3 separate regions of the Mus musculus genome follow, and regions 2 and 3 are each linked to region 1. Evidence: chromatin contacts called from public HiChIP or PLAC-seq and Micro-C data. All regions are on one chromosome and are shown on one strand. The core of a region is the stretch at or near the end of the contact, and the rest is flanking DNA. Distances in the headings are between cores, read along the strand shown.

The links. Hi-C and Micro-C count contacts between places; a contact is called where the count stands out from the background. HiChIP or PLAC-seq counts read pairs in DNA pulled down with a chosen protein or histone mark.
Region 2: a contact with region 1 is called in a Micro-C map of muscle stem cells, with 5 times the contacts expected there. The contact joins two enhancer-like sites. A contact is called at or near these places in 1 of 15 datasets of contacts at CTCF or cohesin (CD8 T cells), 2 of 484 Hi-C or Micro-C datasets (bone marrow-derived macrophages and muscle stem cells) and 1 of 115 datasets of contacts at active chromatin or transcription factors (CD8 T cells).
Region 3: a BATF HiChIP or PLAC-seq map of CD8 T cells shows a contact between it and region 1, with 16 read pairs. The contact joins two enhancer-like sites. A contact is called at or near these places in 1 of 15 datasets of contacts at CTCF or cohesin (CD8 T cells), 1 of 484 Hi-C or Micro-C datasets (muscle stem cells) and 2 of 115 datasets of contacts at active chromatin or transcription factors (CD8 T cells and pancreatic cancer cells).

Annotation. Positions count from the first base shown.
Region 1 is chr13:37,009,050-37,012,505 of GRCm38.p6, forward strand. All of the region lies in intron 3 of F13a1 (coagulation factor XIII, A1 subunit), which reads right to left. Among named protein-coding and RNA genes, the nearest start is that of Gm30240, 22 kb to the left of the region's middle. Within about 2 kb of position 1,907, at least 36 of the 459 cell types and tissues checked have an H3K27ac peak or open chromatin away from gene starts, as enhancers often do. A contact at or near this core is called in CD8 T cells and muscle stem cells, where this site is marked.
Region 2 is chr13:37,235,918-37,239,373 of GRCm38.p6, forward strand. No RefSeq gene overlaps it. Among named protein-coding and RNA genes, the nearest start is that of Gm30600, 12 kb to the right of the region's middle. Within about 2 kb of position 1,669, at least 1 of the 459 cell types and tissues checked has an H3K27ac peak or open chromatin away from gene starts, as enhancers often do. A contact at or near this core is called in muscle stem cells, where this site is marked.
Region 3 is chr13:37,139,147-37,142,602 of GRCm38.p6, forward strand. No RefSeq gene overlaps it. Among named protein-coding and RNA genes, the nearest start is that of Gm30549, 70 kb to the left of the region's middle. Within about 2 kb of position 1,840, at least 4 of the 459 cell types and tissues checked have an H3K27ac peak or open chromatin away from gene starts, as enhancers often do. A contact at or near this core is called in CD8 T cells, where this site is marked.

The DNA.
Region 1 (3,456 bases), core at 657-3,156:
AATGAGAGTCAGTACAATTACTCTCACAGATATTAAAAGGTTAAGAATATGTCAAACTCTTGTCACTACTATCAGATGACACCAACTTTCTTGGAATGAGTTGTAATGTGGCTGCTTTGGGGAGATGACATGTGGAGACATTTACTTTTGCTAGGGAAGACTGGGTCAGATGAAGTTTGTGGCTTGAACTACTCAACAAGCTCCATGCAATTCTTTAAAGTAGTGGTTTTCAGTCTGTGGGTTGAGAACCCCACAGGGGTTGCCTATCAGATATCCTGCATATCAGATATTTACGTTATGATTTATAACAGCAGTTATAAATTATAGTTATAAAGTAACAATGACATAATTTTGTTGTTGAGTGGGTCACCATAGCAAGAGGGACTATATTGCAAGGTCACAGCATTAGGAAGGTTGAGAACGACTAATTTAGAGGCTTGGACAATAGTGTTTGGTCTCTGGATATCCATATGCCATTGCACGTGCCTCCTGTAGTCAGACTACACAGTGTTAGAGCCTCAGAGGCATGTGATTGGGCCCATTTATCCCCTTGTTTTCTCCAAGTTTCTGGTAGTTCCTACTAGTGAGGCCTATTTTCCCTGCAAGTTATCTTTTTATGTTTTCTACTAGCTAAACCAACCAACCTCCACCCAGAATCTTGAGTGTCTACAGCCACCTGCATACCCTGCATATCTCAGACAGGTGCAGAGGCTGGCTTGGCTCTTTACTAGAAGGCAGAAGGAGCTTGAGCCTCTTGTCTCCACTGTGAAGAGGTTGGAAAGGATCCATATATCATCTCCAGTGCTTGATGGATTCATTTCCTAGCTCCATTCCAGTTTGCTCAGGAAACCAGTCCTTATAGGTAGGTTTTCTCCTCTCTACATGTTTTCATCTTTAATGAGGATCTCAGCTTTATCTGACCTCTGATGAATTTAGCCACCATGCAATTCTAAGGCCAACCAATGATACACCCTATCCAATCAAATGTTCCTGGCTCCTGATGCTTTCTTTCTCTCATAGAAACAGAGTTTTCATACATTTGGGAATGTGTCCATATTGTTCACTATAAGATTCTCTCTCCACTCTCTGCCCCCTGACATATTCCTCTAGATTTCTAGAAACTTCCCTGATTTCATACACATATATCTTAGGGTTGTTAAGGACAATACATTTAATTCTTCTGTATGCCAGCATTTCCAACACCCATCCTAGACTCTCCTTGTGTCCCAGATCATGTTCCATTCAATTCTGTCAGATCCTGGCTAACCTTATGTGGGAGGGTATCTAAAGTCCTTATTGTGTGCAGACAATTTCTATACATGCAAAATATGTATGGTGGGGAAAGCGACTATAATTTTGTGTATTATGTATAATTTGTGTATAAAAGTATTATGTTGTTACTTCATGAAATGTACCTTGTGATGGACATCAGCTTTACCTATGAGCAGCAATGGGTGTTAAAGTATTTATAGAAACATGCTTATCAGCATGGCTAATCCTGTTAATTCATCAGACAGTTGACTCTGGACCCGTCTCCTCTTTCAACTCCTCCCTTCTGCCTTGACTACAGATTCAACCTTCAGCATCATCTTTTAGTCACCACTGACTCATGGCACCCAACCTTTCCTGCCCCTTGTGCCATCTCTCTACACTTTTCACTTTGTCTCTCCACATTCCCTCATCAAGTGGTCATGTGTTTTTAGGATGCTGCTTTCTCCAGAGCTGCAGCCAGTCATCGGAAAGAGCCAGTTTGAGTAAATGTATGAGCAAGAGCTGACAGAAAAGGACTAGCTACTGTCACAGGGACTTCTCTTTGAATTAGAGAAACTGCTGTCAATATATCTCCATGCAGAGCATACTCACAATAGATGAACTCAGCCTGCCGTTCTGGGAGCACTTCCTGTTTCGTCATACACAGAGCTGAAGCTCTACATGAGCACAGGCTAGGCAGATGACAACAGCTGCTCAAGTTATGACTCATGAACATAATGTCTGCTTTCCATTTAAATGAATGCTTAAGATTAAATACTTGATTTTATTATAACTCATCTTATTATCATTTTACATATCTCCTCCAGAAACCTGTTTTGAAATTTACGTTTTCTTTCGCAGCTCCAAGCAGGAAATTATATTTCTAGATAGGCTGTCTATCTCTCCCTTCTAGAGCCTTCCCAGAGGCACTTTGGTTAGTCTGTAGAAGAAACAGGTCCTGGCAAAATCTCTTTAACTCTTGTCTCTACAGAGGCCTGCACGTTTTCTTGAGCTGATTCAAAATGCTCTTGAAAACTAATGGTGACTTAATTGGATTTGATCATGTTAATAAGATTCTGATCATTTAATAAAAGTTTTTCTAGGTTTGCATTGGACTCTAACACAATGAAATGGATGTTTGGGGAGGATAATAATGTGCTATGTAGAGAATCCAGATGTCCCAGCCCATCACCAGAAATCAGAAAATAAGTTACCAACCATTAGCAGACTGGCTTCATTATGGAGATTCGGTGCTCACAGGCTATCTAGAATTGACCTCCATCTCTGTGCCTGGAGAGTGCATCCTGCCTAAGCTCTGAATATAGAAAGGGGCTTTAATCCATGAAGGAATTTTTTTTTCTATTAAAGCTAGTGTACATTGGAGAACAAGCCATTTGGCTTTCATGAACAAACCCCTTCACACATACAGGCCAGTCATGGCTCTTACCCTCAAAAAACACTCCTAATTCCTCAACTTTCTTCTCTAGACCTACCTGCCTTGTCTGAGACTTTACTCGACAGCTTTTGCCTGCAGTCTCCTTCCAGACTGCTAGCCTGTTAACTATTGAGTAACTGTTTCCAGAATTCCTATTACTCTGTCTGGAACTGACTCCTAAGCAGTGGTTCTCAACCTTCCTAATGCTGTGACCCTTTAATACAGTTCCTCCTGCTGTGGTGATCTCTAACCACAAAATTATTTGTGTTGCTACTTCATAACTGTAAGTTTAGTGCTGTTATGAATCATAATGTAAATATCTGTGTTTTCAGATGGTAACCCCTGTGAAAGAGTCATCCACCCAAGGGTTGGAATGACCCAAAAGCTGAGAACCATTGGTCTAAAGACAGGTTTAGAATACCAGTGTGCACTCAAGGACATGAGATCGGTATGCACAACAACCATTTGTACCTTTACATTCTTTCCATCAGTGTTCACAACACTGTTGGTAAAAGGAAAAATTAAAATAATTCATATGTTCAATGGAATAATATTTAGTGATGAAAGAGTGAAACCCTGGCATTTCCAAAAATACCAATGGGCTTAGATTCATAATTTTAAATAAGTGTCCAGATATGGTAATACAGATAAGACATGAAGTCACTCAGAATAGAAAAAGCTAAGCTCACAGAAGTAGAATATAATCCTGGTTACTGGGGCCTAGGGAGGGATAGAACAAGGAGGAATATAGAGATTGACTAATGGAGACA
Region 2 (3,456 bases), core at 419-2,918, 230 kb after region 1:
TGACTGAACTCAACTGACTCTCTCCCTCACTGCTCTTTAAGTAGATCCTCTTTCCTGCCTGTTCTCATGAGAATTGGGTGTATCCTGTCTCTGACTCATTCTGTCAAATCTTTCTCTGATTAATTACTTTGTCTGCCCCTCAATTATACATCATGGTTTAGAATAAAAATTTTGTACTAAAGAGGTGTGTGTATTTTAGACAGAGGGACTAAAGGAGTATGTTCCAGAAAGATTAAAGGTGTGTGGTACATTTGCATTCCAGTCAGATATGTGATCTCTGGCCAGAGCAGCCATGTTGCCCAATTAAAATTCTCTATAATGGCTTCCACTGTGGTGCATTTATCTGTATGGGCCAAGTCTCACTGGCCCTTTCTATCTTGGAACCAAGAAGTGTCATCTGCTGTTGCAAATTCTTGAAGGTTAGACTGTCCTGGTTGTTCTCTGAATACCTTGCCCACCCTAACATCTATACACCATCATTTTCACATCTATATACCATATCCACATCTGTATACCATCTCTACGTCTATACACCACCATTGTATTTATGCACCATCTCTGTATCTCTATACCACCATCTCCACATTTATACACCATCTCCACATCTATGCACTACCATCTCTGTATCTATACACTATCCCTGTATCTATGCCAGTGTGTCCACTAAGCTCCTTCCATTTAAACCTCCTAACAGTTGCCAGTATTAATCAGGATATGTGCATTTAAAACTTCATCTAGATGCAGACATCTCTGTCCCCCTTCCTCTTTTCTCTCTCTCTATCCCCATCTCTCACTTTTTCCTCTCTGATCCTCCCTCTCCTTCTCTTATCAACGAGGAGAGTGGTATCAGAATATGACACACCTAAATAAGAAACAGTCTGTGTTTCTGTCCACTTTGGCTCTTGAACCCCTGTCTTAGTCAATCCCTCTATGGATTATGTCACTCTTCCCCACATAAAGTCAACATGAAGCTGAGCTGAGCAAATATGATATATTTTTATGTGTCCTTGCCTCATACCCCCTCATCCAGTTTTATATAAGTATTCAGCTCTGTATGTTTGTCATTCTCAAATTTGCTTCTGTCTAGCTCTCAGACCTGTTTCTATGGGACTCTCCTTTTCTGGCTTATAAGTTAGAACCTTCTTATGGGTTTGAGCACTTCAGGTCAGGGTCTACTCCAGACTCATAATTCTACAATAGAAGACACAAATGTGCTTATCCAGAGAAAGGGAAGGGAAAGGTAAAAGGACTTGTCCACATTCTTCTCAAATTCCAGAAGCAGAACTGAGAGGAGGAGGCCAACTTTACACATCCTAACCTGAGATTCTGTCCTTACCATTTTCTGAGGGAATGTCTCACCCACCATGTGGCTTCTGATTTTCTCTGCTGGTGGGAATCATATTAGGAGAATACATGAGCAGCTGTTTTAACATAGGATAGAGAAGTAAATCCTAGAGGAAGGTACTATGGGCACACACACACACACACACACACACACTCTGCATGCAAGGACTTTGACGGAAACAGACTCACTTCTCAAATTGATGAACTGGCAGCTGGATGCCCAGCTGCTGGGTGTTTCCATCCTGACTGCCAACCCTGTGTGACACCAGCCATGAGTGATGAACTGTGAAAGCCAGGACTAGTAAGATTGCCATGCTCTGTGAGCTCTCAGTGTGCCACCTCAGTGCTTGCCGCCATGCAGGACCAAATATAGTTAAACCCGGGTGGTCAAGGATGGATGCAGGCTACCATCTCAGAAGCAAAGGACAAGTAGCATCTGCCATCAAGTTTTCTAGAACAAGGAAGAAATGAGTTCATCAGAAACAAAGAAACAAAAGGGCAAGAGGGAGGAAATTTTTGTGTGAGATTTGCTACTGGAGACTTTGCTTTTAAGATTCATTTCAACAAAACAAAAAGGAACGAGGCATCCGTATTGCTTTCATGGACTGTATACAAGTCAGTAAACCCATGAAAGGAGGCTGCACATAGAGTCCAAATCACTTTCTTGACAAAGGATCTTTTTAAAGGAATATTGTTTCCAACAACACCAAAAGAATCAATAAAACGTTTAGAAATGGTTGGCTTTAAAAATATTTTTCAAACTGAATTTGTTGCCTTAATTTAAAAAAAAAAGACAATAAAAACACCTAGAATTTATAGGAAACATGTGATATGGTCTTTGTAACAGCATTTTATGGTCATGAATCACCAAGTGGACCAACCAAAGTCACACCACCCAGTCTACCTACTGAGCTAACCAGAGTGCCAATCGAGGCCAAGTGTGGTTGTGTCATCTCCAGACTGACAGTTAACACGGTCAGAATGACCTGGTCATCTCTACCCAGTCACCAGATAAGTAAGAAACACTGTTTCATAAGTAACATCTACTTTTGTGGTTTATTTTTCAGATTATAAAACCAAAACACGTTCACTGCCCAAACTGAAATTTAAAAAATAGACAAAAATGAAAATCAAAAGCAGAGAGAATTCAAATAGACACTAAGTCAGCATCCCAATGTTTCTTTGTTAACCGTGCAAGGAAGATCTTTCTGCATTTTTCCAGTTCTTGTACCAATAAACTCAGCTGATAAGTGAGATAGAAAGAGAATAATTTATAAATATAAACAGAAAGTAACAACATAAAATAGACACAAATGTGTAGACTTCAACAGCCTGTTCTTTTATATGATTCTATTGTAAAGTGTTTCAATGATGCCTAATTCTCTGTCATATATCTTTTCAATTTTTTCACTGTTACAGCAGGCTTGATCTCCATTTCTGCAACTGGACAGACTTTATACTAAAGCCCTTGCTTTTGCATGACCTCTGTCTTTGAGAATCTTACTTTATCTGTACTTAGCGTGCCCCAGTGGTCACACTTCCAGTCTGGTGAGTGTTCACTTAACAGACTGGACTCCCAGCTTGCAGTAACCCAAACATCTATCTTTCTGTGGAGAGGAGACTGAAAATCCAGTGGGCTCAAGTTTCCTTCCTGAAACTCACTTAGTATAAAACCATCGGTGGGTAGGTATAAGCCAGTGGGCAGAACTGCAAGAGTCTCCAGTGCACTACACCCTCTACAAACACTGCCTTAGCACAGTCATGTGTTTGCATGGCCATAGGCCTTTAAGTCTAATGTCTCCTTGAGACGGAAATTACATCTTATTTTTCTCATTATTTCCAGAACCTCGCACACAACCTGGCACATGGGAGTCCACTACTGAAAATTTGCCAAATGAGCACATGACAAGTTGCCAACACACCCACACATTTTAAAACCATCCAATCAGTTTAACTAAAAGACATTATCTAGAAATATTATGTTATTACAATCACACAAAGTCCCTTGAATAGAAATACTCATTTCTGGATGTATTCCCTAATCACAAATACAAAAGGCCCTCAGAGATCCCTACCCCAAAGCTTGATTGGCACTTGAAGGCCCTGACATTT
Region 3 (3,456 bases), core at 590-3,089, 130 kb after region 1:
GAGGCTGAACTCTTTGAGATCTTACTAAGAATAGAAAGATGGAAAGTTAAAGAGATTCCAGAAAGGGAAGGGAAGCAACAGGAGGGGAGGGAAGTCCCTGGCTCTGGAGTCTGCTCAAAACCTCCCAGCTGAGAACAAGAACTCCAGAACAATTAACAAAATTTACTATGAAGATTTGCTTACACAGAGGCAATGTTTCTTTTCTATGGAGATACTTTAAATAAGACTGTTAAAAGAGTGACCACCATTCTTAAGGCTTAAGTATAACCTTAGAGTATGGACTTACTACTCTCTCAAGTCACAAACCTGCAATTAATGGGAATCTCACAAATAAAGACTATAAATTTTGTTGCCTATGAAAACAAGTTTTAACTCCCTAGACAAGCCTTGTACCTTGATCTTATCAGCCTGTAAAGTTTATTCAGTGTATCTCCCAGAAACCATAGTATCTATCTCATTTATTGAGGAAAACATTAGAGAGCTCCTTAAACACCTTTAAGCAATATGTCTGAATCCATCCAGGTCCTACATGCTGCTGTTGCTGAAATACTGGAACTCTTTGTAGACACCTAAGCCCACATTTAGGCATATGCTCTCCCTTCCCTGAGAGTCAGTCTCCATTTTTCTCTCCCAACCCTTAATGTTGCTAACTATATCCCTTCTAATAAACTCCAATGCTGCTTCATAGTAACTTGTCCTGAAATTCTTTCCTGTTTCACCCATAGAAGCCTCAGAATTCCTCACACTGCTGCATGCGGCAGTAGGAACTTTGTCTGACTCTCACCTACTCCCACTGCCATTGCCTGTGCGTATGAGGGGTGATGTCAGCCTTCCACACTGGGTGGGCTCGACTTCTGTTCTCTTTCCCTGAGATTCTGCTGAAGTCTGCTCTTACAGTATGTCCTGTGGCTCACGGAGTAGCTTCAAAACTTGTCAAGGATTAATACTTTTTGTTTCTTTTCTTTTTGCATAGTAAACTTTTTAATGAATGAGCATATTAAATGGTTAAGTGAAAATGCTACCATATTTCAAAAGAGTAAATTCTAGCACAGTTTAATTAGAAAGAGTAACATTCCATAAAACTGTAAAAACTGATGCTACATACAAACCATGGTTAATACAGTGATATATATTATCATTCATATATATATATATATATATATATATATATATATATATATATATATATGAATCTCCTATTTCATCAAGATTTCTTTACTTGTCCTCAACAAAAACATTTGTTCCAATTGTCTTGCTCACCATTATGGACAGCAGATGATGCCCATTGAAAACATATTTTATATTCAAGTTCCACTATTTAGCTCATTGCTAAAAAGACAGGAACAGTGATAATAATCTCAGCCCACTCTCTTCTCTGCACATTAAGCAAAAATAAATCTAGTACAGTAGCTCACTTCTCTTTTATTTTATATATTTTTAAATATAACTAGGAGCTAAAGAAATGACTCAGACATTAAGATCACTTAACTTCTCTTGCAGAATACCTGGATTTGGTTCTCAGAAGCCACATGGCAGCTCTTATTCTAGGAAATTCGATAACTTCTTTTTCTCTGCATGGGTACCAGCCACACACATAATGCATATTCATACACACAGGCAAACCATTCATACACATAAAATAAAAATAAGTAAATCTTAAATATTTTGCAGTTATAAAAAGAAACCAAAAGGGTACATTATTATTATTTCTTTCACTATGTGGCTTTTGAGAAATGTTCCCTAGAAATAGACTCATAACTGAATCACTATAACATCTCTAACCCAAACCACAGACAATGTTCTGAATTTATCCTTTTCTGTGTATGTGGCATTACTTTTCCTTTACAAAGAGGCCTTCCTTCGCAAGTGTCTAAATGGTACGAGATGAGTCACCAATAACAAACCAAGGTTCCACCCATGTCTAATTTGGCAAACCAATAACTTTACTAGACCTACATATGGGAGCACGGATAAAGGATTACTTGGAGGGGTGAAGAGTTACCCAAGAGCATTTAGACCACCTAAAAGTCACATGCTGCCATGCATGAGAACCTTCTGAAAGTACATTACAGAGTCCCATCTTCTCCTCCTCCCATGATCCCTTGCAACTGGAAGACAGGGATGAGTGATGGGTGACTTCGCAGATGAGGGTCGTGCACCTTCCTTCTGATTCTCCTGTTGAGTGTTAAGGGCTCTATTACCACTGTTCTCCCTGTCACCCAGTCCATTCATTACCATGACTACCACCAGGTCACACCTTCTGCTATGATGCCAGACCTTGAGGAAATCGCTTCACCCAAGAAGTTTACAAAGCTTTGCTCTTTGCTCATGGCCCGTGAATAATGGGTTCAATTGTCTCAGATACCACATGCTTCAATGTGGTAAAGATTCCATTAAGTTTTTATAGTCACAGAAGAAGAAGAGGAAGAAGAAGAAGAAGAAGAAGAAGAAGAAGAAGAAGAAGAAGAAGAAGAAGAAAGAAGAAGAAGAAGAAGTAGTAGAAGAAGAAGAAGAAGAAGAAGAAGAAGAAGAAGAAGAAGAAGAAACCTTAAATCAAGGCAATTTTCAAGCGCATTAATGGAAACATCACATGGTTTATAGAAAGGTAGGAAGGCCTTTGCTCTTGGCTTCAGGTGCTGGTCAGTGGCATCCTTAAGGTACGGTCAGTCAATATAGCCCCAAAGGTTGCACATGGTAGATGGATGCTATAGTGATACCTTTAAGAAAACAAATGTCTGTTAGGGGGCTAACATCTAGTACAAGACAATTTTCTGACTGTGAATCTTTAACATGGATATAGCTTTTTTCCTGGGAAGTTCACACGCTTATCCTATAGTCCACGGTAATTTTCTTTCACTCTGTTAATGAGAGTGTTCACAATCCTGGATTTAATTTTACTTCTCTTGAATTTTGCTCCATTAAGGAGAAAAAAACTGTCCTTGGTTCAAAAATTACAAACTAGGCTGAAGAGGTGGTTCAGTAACTCAGAGTACTGGCTACTCTTCCACAGGAGCCTGGTACACTTGCCTACACCCTCAGCATGGCTCAAAACATCTGTATCTCCAGTTCCAGGAGGATCCAACACCATTTTCTGGCCTCGGTGGGATCTGTATACACACAGAACAAACATATACATGAAGGAAAGCATCCATCCACATAAAAATGAATCTTTTAAAAAAAAATCTATCCTAAAGACTGGTGAGTCCATACAAGGAAGTTCCATTCTGAAATCTCTGAAGATGTGTGTACCTGAGGCCTGCCTGGGGAAGCAAGAACTGAGTCCATTTTATTTTCAAATCTAAACAGATTCAGTTTTATTGGGATGACTATAGCATTGGTCTGAGGATTTGGAAAGCCAAAATGATATGATTATAAATCATTCCTGGATACTAATCATGTACCCAACTAAATGACATCTTTCCAACTACATCAGCTACTCCACAAAGGACATAAAGG